Linked DNA regions of Sus scrofa: region 1 is linked to region 2. The links are chromatin contacts, called in public HiChIP or PLAC-seq maps. All regions are on one chromosome and are shown on one strand. The core of a region is the stretch at or near the end of the contact, and the rest is flanking DNA. Distances in the headings are between cores, read along the strand shown.

What was found. HiChIP or PLAC-seq counts read pairs in DNA pulled down with a chosen protein or histone mark.
Region 1: a contact with region 2 is called in an H3K27ac HiChIP or PLAC-seq map of skeletal muscle. The contact joins two enhancer-like sites. A contact is called at or near these places in 1 of 47 Hi-C or Micro-C datasets (skeletal muscle) and 1 of 2 datasets of contacts at active chromatin or transcription factors (skeletal muscle).

What each region holds. Positions count from the first base shown.
Region 1 is chr6:135,462,487-135,467,523 of Sscrofa11.1, reverse strand. All of the region lies in intron 7 of MIGA1 (mitoguardin 1), which reads left to right. Among named protein-coding and RNA genes, the nearest start is that of MIGA1, 48 kb to the left of the region's middle. Within about 2 kb of position 1,258, at least 14 of the 83 cell types and tissues checked have an H3K27ac peak or open chromatin away from gene starts, as enhancers often do. A contact at or near this core is called in skeletal muscle, where this site is marked.
Region 2 is chr6:135,183,750-135,188,802 of Sscrofa11.1, reverse strand. All of the region lies in intron 2 of GIPC2 (PDZ domain-containing protein GIPC2), which reads left to right. Among named protein-coding and RNA genes, the nearest start is that of GIPC2, 32 kb to the left of the region's middle. Within about 2 kb of position 2,017, at least 17 of the 83 cell types and tissues checked have an H3K27ac peak or open chromatin away from gene starts, as enhancers often do. A contact at or near this core is called in skeletal muscle, where this site is marked.

The DNA.
Region 1 (5,037 bases), core at 9-2,508, 280 kb before region 2:
AATTGCTTTCATATTTCAGATGTGTTCATGCCTCTTTGTAATCTATTTTTTGAACAGAACAAACTCATAATCTTAGGTCTGAAATATTTATTTAGCAAACATTTGATTTCCTAGTATATGTCAAACATGATATAAGGCACTGAAGAGACAAAAATGAAGATTTCATTCTTGCTTTTAGGCAACCCAGAGTCTTATTTTGGAGATAGGCATTAAAAATTTTTGGAGTTCCTGTTGTGGTGCGGCAGTAACGAATTTGACTAGGAACCGTGAGGTTGTGGGTTTGATCCCTGGCCTTGCTCAGTGGGTTAAGGATCTGGCATTGCCATGAACTGTAGTATAAGTCACAGATGTGGCTTGGATCCTGAGTTGCTATCGTGTAGGCTGGCAGCTGTAGCTCCGATTGGACCCCTAGCTTGGGAACCTCCATATGCTGCAGGTGTGGGCCTAAAAAGCAAAAAGCAAAAAGCAAAAAAAAAAAAAAAATTTATACCACAGTGGAGTAAGTGCTGTAATAATCTGTTTAGAAGGTGCTATTGAAACACCAAAGAAAAGTGCGACACTTGGAGAAAGACTGTCCACTAGGAACTTGAGAAAAGGGCATTCCCAGGAGAGGGAACAACATGGGTCAAGGTGTAGAGTGGAGGGAACTAATTCAGGGAACTTTAAGTTGTTTGGTATGTCTTGGGAACACAGCACATGTAGGAGAGTGGTGGGAGGTGAATCTAGAAAGATGGGCAGGAGATAAATCAAGAAAGTCCTTGATTGATTGATTGATTGATTTTTTTTTTTTTTTTTTTTTTTAATGGCTGCTCCTGAGACATATGGAAGTTCCCAGTCCAGGGATCAAATGAGACCTGCAGCTGCAACCTCTGCCACAGCTGCAGCAATACTCAACCCACTGCACCAGGCTGGGGATTGAACCAGTGCCACCGAGATAATGCCAGAGCCTTAACCTGATGTGCCCACAGTGGGAACTCCTGAAGGTCCTTGTTTTATGCTTTTAGGCAAAAGGGAGCCACTGAAAATTATAAGTCATGGTCAAATTTGTGTGTTTGCAGGATCTTGTGAAAGAGTTGACTGGTACAATGTAAATATTTTATACATCTTTATGTTCACTTATGCATAGGATTTCATTGAGACAGTGAGACGTCCTTCAAGAGAAAATTAGGAATTTTTCTAGCTGAGTACTGACTGCACAAATTCTCTGGCAGAGACCGGGAAAAGCTGTAAAGTGGGACCTCCTGACCACTGGAGAGATATTTTTCTTTTCTTTTTGGAAAGCAGCCAGATAGAACATTTAGCAATGAAAGAGCTTGGCAGCAGAAGGAAATAACCTCAACCTATCATCACGAGTCAAATGTCAGACAGCCTGGAGTTGACACTCTATAAGGCCTTGTCCTTTTCCTTTCCTGCAAAATCACTGTGGCCAGAGGATAAACTCCCTGAGGGTTTATTTTTAGGGAGTGACATGAATTACAGGCTTAACTTGTATACTCAGTCCTCTAAATATACAGACAGCAAATTGCAGAACACATGAGAAGTTTGCCCTGTAATTTCCTCTTTTGCATTAAAGCTCATAATCTCAATTTCAAAATGTTTAACAATGCTATAAAATGAGGTCTAACTGGTGTTATATATGCAAGTCAGAGTAAGTTCAGAGATGAAAGCAGTATAATGAAGATTGATGGGGTGCTCCTGCTGCTTACCTTTGTCTTTTTTGTATTTAAGTTGTGTCTTATCTGCTTGGATTTCTAGGTCTAGGACCTACGTTAGCCCGTCCAGGTCCTTTGTATGATTTAGATAAAGGCCCATGTAGCCTCTTGGAAAGGGCACCTTTGGGTTTTTTGTTTTGTTTTGTTTTGTCTTTTTGCCATTTCTTGGGTCACTCCCTCAGCATATAGAGGTTCCCAGGCTAGGGGTCCAGTCGGAGCTGTAGCCGCTGGCCTACACCAGAGTCACAGCACCATGGGATCCAAGCCGCGTCTGCAACCTACACCACAGCTCATGGCAACGTCGGATCCTTAACCCACTGAGCAAGGCCAGGGATTGAACCTGCAACCTCATGGTTCCTAGTTGGATTCGTTAACCACTGAACCACGATGGGAACTCGGGGAGGGCACCTTTGTGATAAGAAAAAGGTTGACCTTCTTTGAGAAAGATGCAAGCCCAGGATGAGGGCTGGAGTCTGCCCCCACTTGTCCCGTTGGCCTTTTGTGTAGTACAGAGTGACCAGCTGTTCTAGTGGCCCCACAGAAGTCTCTATAACTGCAGACCTGCCTTTAATTACTTTTGGCCCTTTGGGTCATCCATTTCTTTCTTCTAAAAAAAGAGTAGAAAATGCTATTACTCCTTTTCTCTTTCCTTCTATTACTCATTTTGTATTGGCAGCTGTATTTCCCAGTTAGGAGTCACAGTTGTTATGTTGGCCAATCATGGCATATAAGAAGTTTTGATAAATAGGGAAAGCCAGAGACAACTGTTGTGGAACTCTCCTTTTGGGTAGTGCCTAGGATCAGGCTGTTTTGAGCATGTACTATTTCACATAGGCAAAAACTGTAAGTTATAACACATCAAGAATTAATGAATCTAGGTAGTTCCCCTGATGGTGCAGCAGGTTAAGGATCTGGCATTGTCACTGCAGCAGCTTGGGTTGCTGCTGTGCCGAAGGTTCCATCGCTAGCCTTGGAACATCTACATGCTATTGTGGGTGGCCAAAAAAAAAAAAAAAAAAAAAAAAAAAAAAATTAGTGACTCAGTAAGGTGGGAAGGAGATAAATTATGAAGATAACCTTCCTTTTGTTTCAGTGATTTCATTGAGGGAAAATATCATCTGTTAGCTCACTTAGTTCTTTTGATTCCTGAAACTTTTTTTTCTGGTTTTATTTAGCTGTAATTGACATATAGCCCTGTTTAAGCTTTTTTTTTTTTTTTTTTTTTTTTTTTTTTTTTGTCTTTTTGCTATTTCTTGGGCCGCCCCTGCGGCATATGGAGGTTCCCAGGCTAGGGGTCGAATCAGAGCCATAGCCACCGGCCTACGCCAGAGCCACAGCAACGCGGGATCCGAGCCGCGTCTGCAACCTACACCACAGCTCATGGCAACGCCGGATCCTTAACCCACTGAGCAAGGGCAGGGACCGAACCCGCAACCTCATGGTTCCTAGTCAGATTCGTTAACCACTGCGCCACGACGGGAACTCCTAAGCTTTTTTTTTTTTTACATTCTTTATTAAAGTATAGTTGATTTACAAAGTTGTGCCAGTATCTGGGGTACACAGCAAAGTGACCCTGTCGTACATTTCTTTTTTTTTTTTTTTTTTTTTTTTTTGCTATTTCTTGGGCCACTCCTGAGGCATATGGAGGTTCCCAGACTAGGGGTCCAATCGGAGCCATAGCCACCGGCCTACGCCAGAGCCACAGCAACGCGGGATCCAAGCCGCATCTGCAACCTACACCACAGCTCACGGCAATGCCGGATCGCTAACCCACTGAGCAAGCGCAGGGACCGAACCCGCAACCTCAAGGTTCCTAGTCGGATTCGTTAACCACTGCGCCACGACGGGAACTCCTTTTTTTTTTTGTTTTGTTTTTTTTCGTACATTTCTTATATTATCTTTCATCATGGTCTATCCCAAGAGATTGGCTATAGTTCCCTGAGCTGTACAGTAGACCCTCATTAGCACTGAGGTCCTACTGTATAGCACAGGTGTACAGCATAATGATTTGCCTTATGTAACGTGAATGATTTGACATATATACAACATGAAATGATTACCACAGTAAGATTAGTGAGCATCTATCGTCTGGTATAGATACAAAATTAAAGCAGTTCCTGCTGTGGCACAGTGAGTTAAAGATCTGGGATTGCCACAGCTGTGGCATAGGTCACAGCTGTCTCTTAGATTCGATTCCTGGCTTGAAAACTTCCATATGCCACTAGTGTAGCTAAAAAGAAAAAACCCACAAAATTAAAGAAATAGGAAATTTTTTTTTTTCATTGTGATGTGGACTCTTAAGGATTTACTCTCTTAATTTTCATATATAACATACAGCAGTGCTCATTTATCATATTGTATATTACAAAGCTGGAAGTTTGTACTTTTGATTACCTTCGTCCAATTCCCCCTCCCCTGTGTCATTTTTGGTTTTTGTATTCCACTTTATTTTTTTTCTTTTAAACTATCCCATAGCATTAAAATAAATGAAGATAGAAGGAGTTCCCTTGTGGCGCAGTAGGTTAGGTATCTGGCATTGTCATTGCAGTGGCCCAGGTTGGGTATGATTCCTGACCCGGGAACTTCTCCATGTCCCAGGTGCAGCCAAAAAAAATAAATAATAGGCGTTCCCATCGTGGCTCAGTGGTTAATGAATCTGACTGGGAACCATGAGGTTGCAGGTTTGATCCCTGGCCTTGCTCAGTGGGTTAAGGATCTGGCATTGCTGTGGCTGTGGCATAGGCCGGCGGCTGCAGTTCTGATTAGACCCCTAGCCTGGGAACCTCCATATGCTGTGAGTGTGGCCCTAGAAAAGGCAAAAAGACTAATTAAATAAAGATAAAGAATTATCCTCAGTATGGGTAGAACAAATAGTCATAGAAAATAAACAAAGGACCACAGTAATTTTCTAGATTTCTTAATTACTTTAACAGATTATAGCAGATTCCAGAAAATAGCTTGTCTTGTCAGCAGTAGGAACTTTTCCATTTTTATTTTTTTATTTTTTTCCCATTTTTAATAGAGCCATAGAAAAGACAAGGTTCCAAATCATATTTAAACTGCTAAAAATCACTTGGAGAATAGCCGCTGACATAAACGTCAGATGACATTGAGACATTTGGCAGGCTTCCTCTTGTTGCTGGTGTTATAAAATCCACAGTGGACAGCCTGGATTTGAAAAGAAGAGTGGCATCTTTGGAATCTCCATTAGAGTCTGCTGAAGTTAAAATAGACCTGATGTCTTCTAAGTGACAGAAAATAGAATGTGCCTGGGGATGGCAAAAGTGAGACATGCAAAAAACCCATTTGGATTGGTTTAAAGAAA
Region 2 (5,053 bases), core at 768-3,267:
CAGCTCTCGGCAACGCCACATCCTTAACCCACTGAGTGAGGCCAGGGATCAAACCAGCGTCCTCATGGATACTAGTTGGGTTTGTTTCCACTGAGCCACGACGGAAACTTATTTATTTATTATTTATTTATTTAATGGCTACACCTGCGGCATATGGGTTCTCGGCCTATGTCATAGCCACAGCAGTGTGGGATCCAAGCTACATCTGAGACCTATGCCACAGCTTGCAGCAATGTGAGATCCTTAACCCACTGAGCAAGGCCAGGGATCAAACCTGCATCCTCACGGACACTATGTGGGGTTCTTAACAGCTGAGCCACAACAGGAACTCCTATCCAAGTGCACATCTTTTTGGCCACCTTTTTTACATCTTAAAAAAAAAAAGCTCTTTAAAGATTTCTAAACTGTACATACAGTTGAGCCTTGAATGACACAGGTTTGAACTTTGTGGGTTCACTTATACATGGATTTTTTCAATAGCAAATACTACAGTATGACATGGTCTGCAGTTGAATCTGCAGATGTGGAACCATTAACATGGGAAAGTGGGGGTGGTAAAGGGGAGGGTAAAGAGAGTGGCTATAAATTATGAAAATTTTCCACTGAGAAGAGGGTCAGCACCTCTAACCTCTGCATTGCTTAAGAGTCAACTGTAATCCCATTATCTAAGCATCACAGCCATAGCAAAGCAGGATCCTAGCTGCATCTGACACCTATAACGTGGCTCACCTCAACGCCAGATCCTTAGCCCATTGAGCAAGGCCAGGGATCAAACCCAAATCCTCATGAATACTAGTTGCATTCATAACCCACTGAACCATAATGGGAACTCTATAATCCCTTTATCTAAATCCCTTTATCTAAAGGGCAATATAAAGCTGCAAAGGTAGGAGAAAGAAGTTTGAAATGGTATGAAAAACTTTTAAGAACTGAGGACTGATAAAAAGATTCATCTTCCATAACAATTCTATTATTATAACATATTATAATAATATGACTAACGACATATTGAATGCTTATCATGTACTAGGTGCTTTGTATATATTTTCCCATTTAATGTTCACAACAATTTTGTCTGGTACCGTGTTTTCATTTAGTTTTTGAGGTATAACAGACCTTTAATGTACAGCTTAATGAATGTTTACAGATCTCTGTCGAGAACACCCAGATCAAGGGAAATTTCATTTCCACCACCTAGAAGGCTCCAGTCCGTACCCTCCCCTCTACAAAGGTAGCAAATATTTTGACCTCTATCACTACAGTTTTACTTGTTTTCAAACCTCCTATGAGTGGAATTCTATAATACATACTCTCCTGTTTTTGGCTTTTGTTCAGTGTGTCTGTGAAGTTCATCTCTGGGTAGGGACTTTACAGCCTTTATTTTACAGGTGTAGACAGGGATTAGAAAGGTCAAGCAGGAGTTTCCATGGTGGCGCAGTGGTAACGAACCCAGCTAGGATCCATGAGGATGTGGGTTCAGTCCCTGGCCTTGATCAGTGGGTTAAGGATGCAGTGTTGCCATGAGCTGTGGTGTAGGTTGCAGATGCAGCTCTAGATCTTGCATTGCTGTGGCTCTGGCAGCTGTAGCTCCGATTTGGCCCCTAGCCTGAGGACCTTCATATGCCACAGGCGCAGTCCTAAAAAGCAAAAAAACAGAAGAAAGAAAGAAAAAAAAAAAAGGTGAAGTTAGGCAGCTGGACAAATTCAAGATTTGAATCTGGGAGATCTGGCTCCAGAGCTGGCAATCCTACCCACTGAGGTAAGAATTAGTGATCAACTCCATGCCACAGAGCACCTTTCATGCCTTTATTTTGTCGAAATCTTTGATTTGCTGATGCATTGTCATCATTTTAAAAAAATAGCCTTGGGGAAGTTATCTTCTTCACTGTAACTAGTACTTTATTTAACTTCCCACTTGACAGAATGGCTATTTTTAGCTCTGCAAAAGATATGACTGTGCTGAAGGTTGAGTGGGTGACCAAATGGAAAATCCGTGAGTTGGGAAAGTCATGTGGGATTATCTGGGGGAAGTTCAGGACGTGAGGCCCATGTAGCAATGCCTTTCTAATGTCAGCAGAGAAGGGCTTGGAAGTTTTGCAAACACGCATGGGATTTTTTAGATCTTAACCTCTGATGTTCGGAGCTTCTGTTTCTATTTTTTTATGCTCTGTCAAACATGCGCCTTCCTCAGAGTCCTAGTCACTAGCCCCATGGAGACAGGGAACACGGTAACAAAGAGAAAGTGGAGCCTAAGCCAGCCCTCTGACACACAGTTCAACTTAGAAGAGAAACGAGTATCATACTGTGTACAAAGTTGATGTGATTTTTAAAAATCTGGGCGGGGGGGGGGATAATTTCAAACTTACTGAAAGATTGTAATAATGCCGAGAACTCACATAATACCCTTTTCTCAAAAAATCCAGTTTTTACCACTTGGCAAATTTGCTTTATTTTCTTACACACACCCCCACCACCCCCACACACATGTGTGTATATGTACACACACATATACATATATGTAATTTTTCCTGAGCCATTGGAAAAAATGGATTGGATACATTGTCTCTTTATCCCTTAATATTTCAGAAGGTAGTTTCAAAGAATGATATTCTCTTCAGTACACCTACAGTACAATTATGAAATTCAGAAAACTTAACAGAAATGGAATACTTCTTTCCCTCCCCCCGCATTTCGGCCACCCCAAGGCATGTGGAGTATGGAGTTCCCAGGCCAGGGAGCAGATCTGAGTTGCAGCCTCGCACGACACTGCAACTGTGACAACGATGGATCCTTAACCCATTGCACCAGGCTGGGTATTGAACCTGTGTCTCAGCACTGCAGAGACATTGCTGATCCCATTGTGTCACAGCGAGAACTCCAATACTTTGTCACTGGTATGATGTCCTTATTGCAGTTTTATCAGTTGTCCTAATAATGCCCTCGAGAGCATTTTTTTCCCCTAATATAAAGCCAATCCAGGATGATGTATTTCATTTAGCGATCATGTCTTTTTCGTCATCTTTATTCTAGAACAATTTCTCAGCCTTCTATAGGATAGCCCTCAATTTGGAATTTTTGGATGTCCCTTCATGTTGAGAAATAGGTTATGCATTTTGGGTAGGAAAATTAGATGGGTAATGTCGTGTTCTGCTCAGTGTATTACCTCAAAAGTGCATTATCTTGGTTTGTCTCATTATTCATAACGTTAATTTTTGTCTCTTGAGTGAGATCGTGTCTGCCAGTCTTATTCACAGCAAAGATATATTATCCCTCATGACAAATAACTTGTGGGGAGATACTTGGAGATTACGTAAATGTCTTGTTCTCCTACTTGCACCCCACGGATTTAGTATTTATTGATGAGTCTTGTCTGGCCCAGTCTTTAATGGTTGCAAACTGGCGATTTTTAAAAATTCCATCATTTTCTTTCTGTTCCTTTTAAAACATTCTATTGTTATAAAGCAGTCTACTTATTTATTATCTATTGGCGTGGACACAAGATTTCTTATTCAACGTGTCCATTACCGGCATTTTGATGCTCACATTCCCTGAGATCTGGCCTTGCAGGTGTCCCTTTCAGCTGACTCCTGTATCCTTTTGACCTGGCTCCCGTGATTGTATTGAGCAATTCCTTCTTTTCTGGTGCAGCGAGATGTTCTAAGCTCATCTTTTATCTTTTCCCCGGGGCTTGGAATCAGCCATTTCTTTAGGGATCTCTAGTTTTTTCAGTGCACACTGATATTTCAAAATCAAGATCCGAATGCCGGTTTGCATGCCTTTATTGCTACCAGAGTGTCACTGTATCTAGGTCCTGACAGTTATCGCAGGAAGAGTTAGAAAACATGTATTTTAGAAATTATGAAATCATAATTATGTCTCCAAGTCTGATTCTACCCCGTAGGGTTCTTCCTTGTCTTCCCCACTAAAATAGTTTTTTCCTTTCTCTCTCTCTTTTAAACATTTTTTTAATTGTGGTATAGTTGTTTTACAATATTGTATTAGCTTCAGGTTTACAGCAAAATGAATCATTTTTATGAATATATATATATATATATATATATATATATATATATGTAAAATCTCCATTCCTTTTTTCCCCGTATAGGTTATTACTTTTTTTTTTTTTTTTTGCCATGTCCATGGCATGTGGAAGTTCCTCGGCCACAGCAGTGACCTAAGCCATTGTTGTGACAAGGCTGGATCCTTAACCCGCTGCACCACAGAAGAATTCCAATTATTATTATTATTATTATTATTTTTTTGTCTTTTGTCTTTTTAGATCTGCACCTGTGGCATATGCAGCTTCCCAGGCTAGGGGTTGAATCAGAGCTATAGACACTGGCCTACACCACAGCCACAGCAATGTGGGATCCAAGCCGCGTCTGCGACCTACACCACAGCTCAGGGCAACACTGGATCCTTAATGCACTGAGAAAGGCCGGGGATCAAACCTGAGTCTTCATGGATACTAGCCAGGTTCGTTAACCACTGAGCCACAACGGGAACTCCGCCAATTCTTTTTAAAATTGTATTTTATTACAGAACTTTGAGTAGACCTCCCTGTGCTATACAGTAGGTCCTTGTTAGTTATCTATTTTATATATAGTTTCCCACTAAGATATTTACTTTTAACATCATTGACATACTTCCTCATTTCCTTAATTATACAATATATACAAAATAGTTTTTTTGTCCTTAAATGTCCGTGTATAATTAAAGTTTTTCTCTTCAGGGGCTACTTAGAATAGATTTTCACTTGCCCCTCCTCCTCCCACCCCATGATTTTTATTCGTTTGAAGTACTGTTAAATACAGTTGCTTTTCTTTGGTTTGAGTTTTGAGTTTTTCTTCCCGTGTTAACTTAGTTTTATTTTCTGAATACATATAATAGTTTTGAAAGTCAAAACTCTAATAAAAGATGTATTTGGAAATGTCACTCCTTCCTCCATCCCCATTACTCATTTCCCCCACTCTGTAAAGTCATCAATTTCATTACTTTCTGGCTTGCTCTTCCAGTGTTTTTTGGCTACGATAAGCAGAAAAAAAAAAAGAGG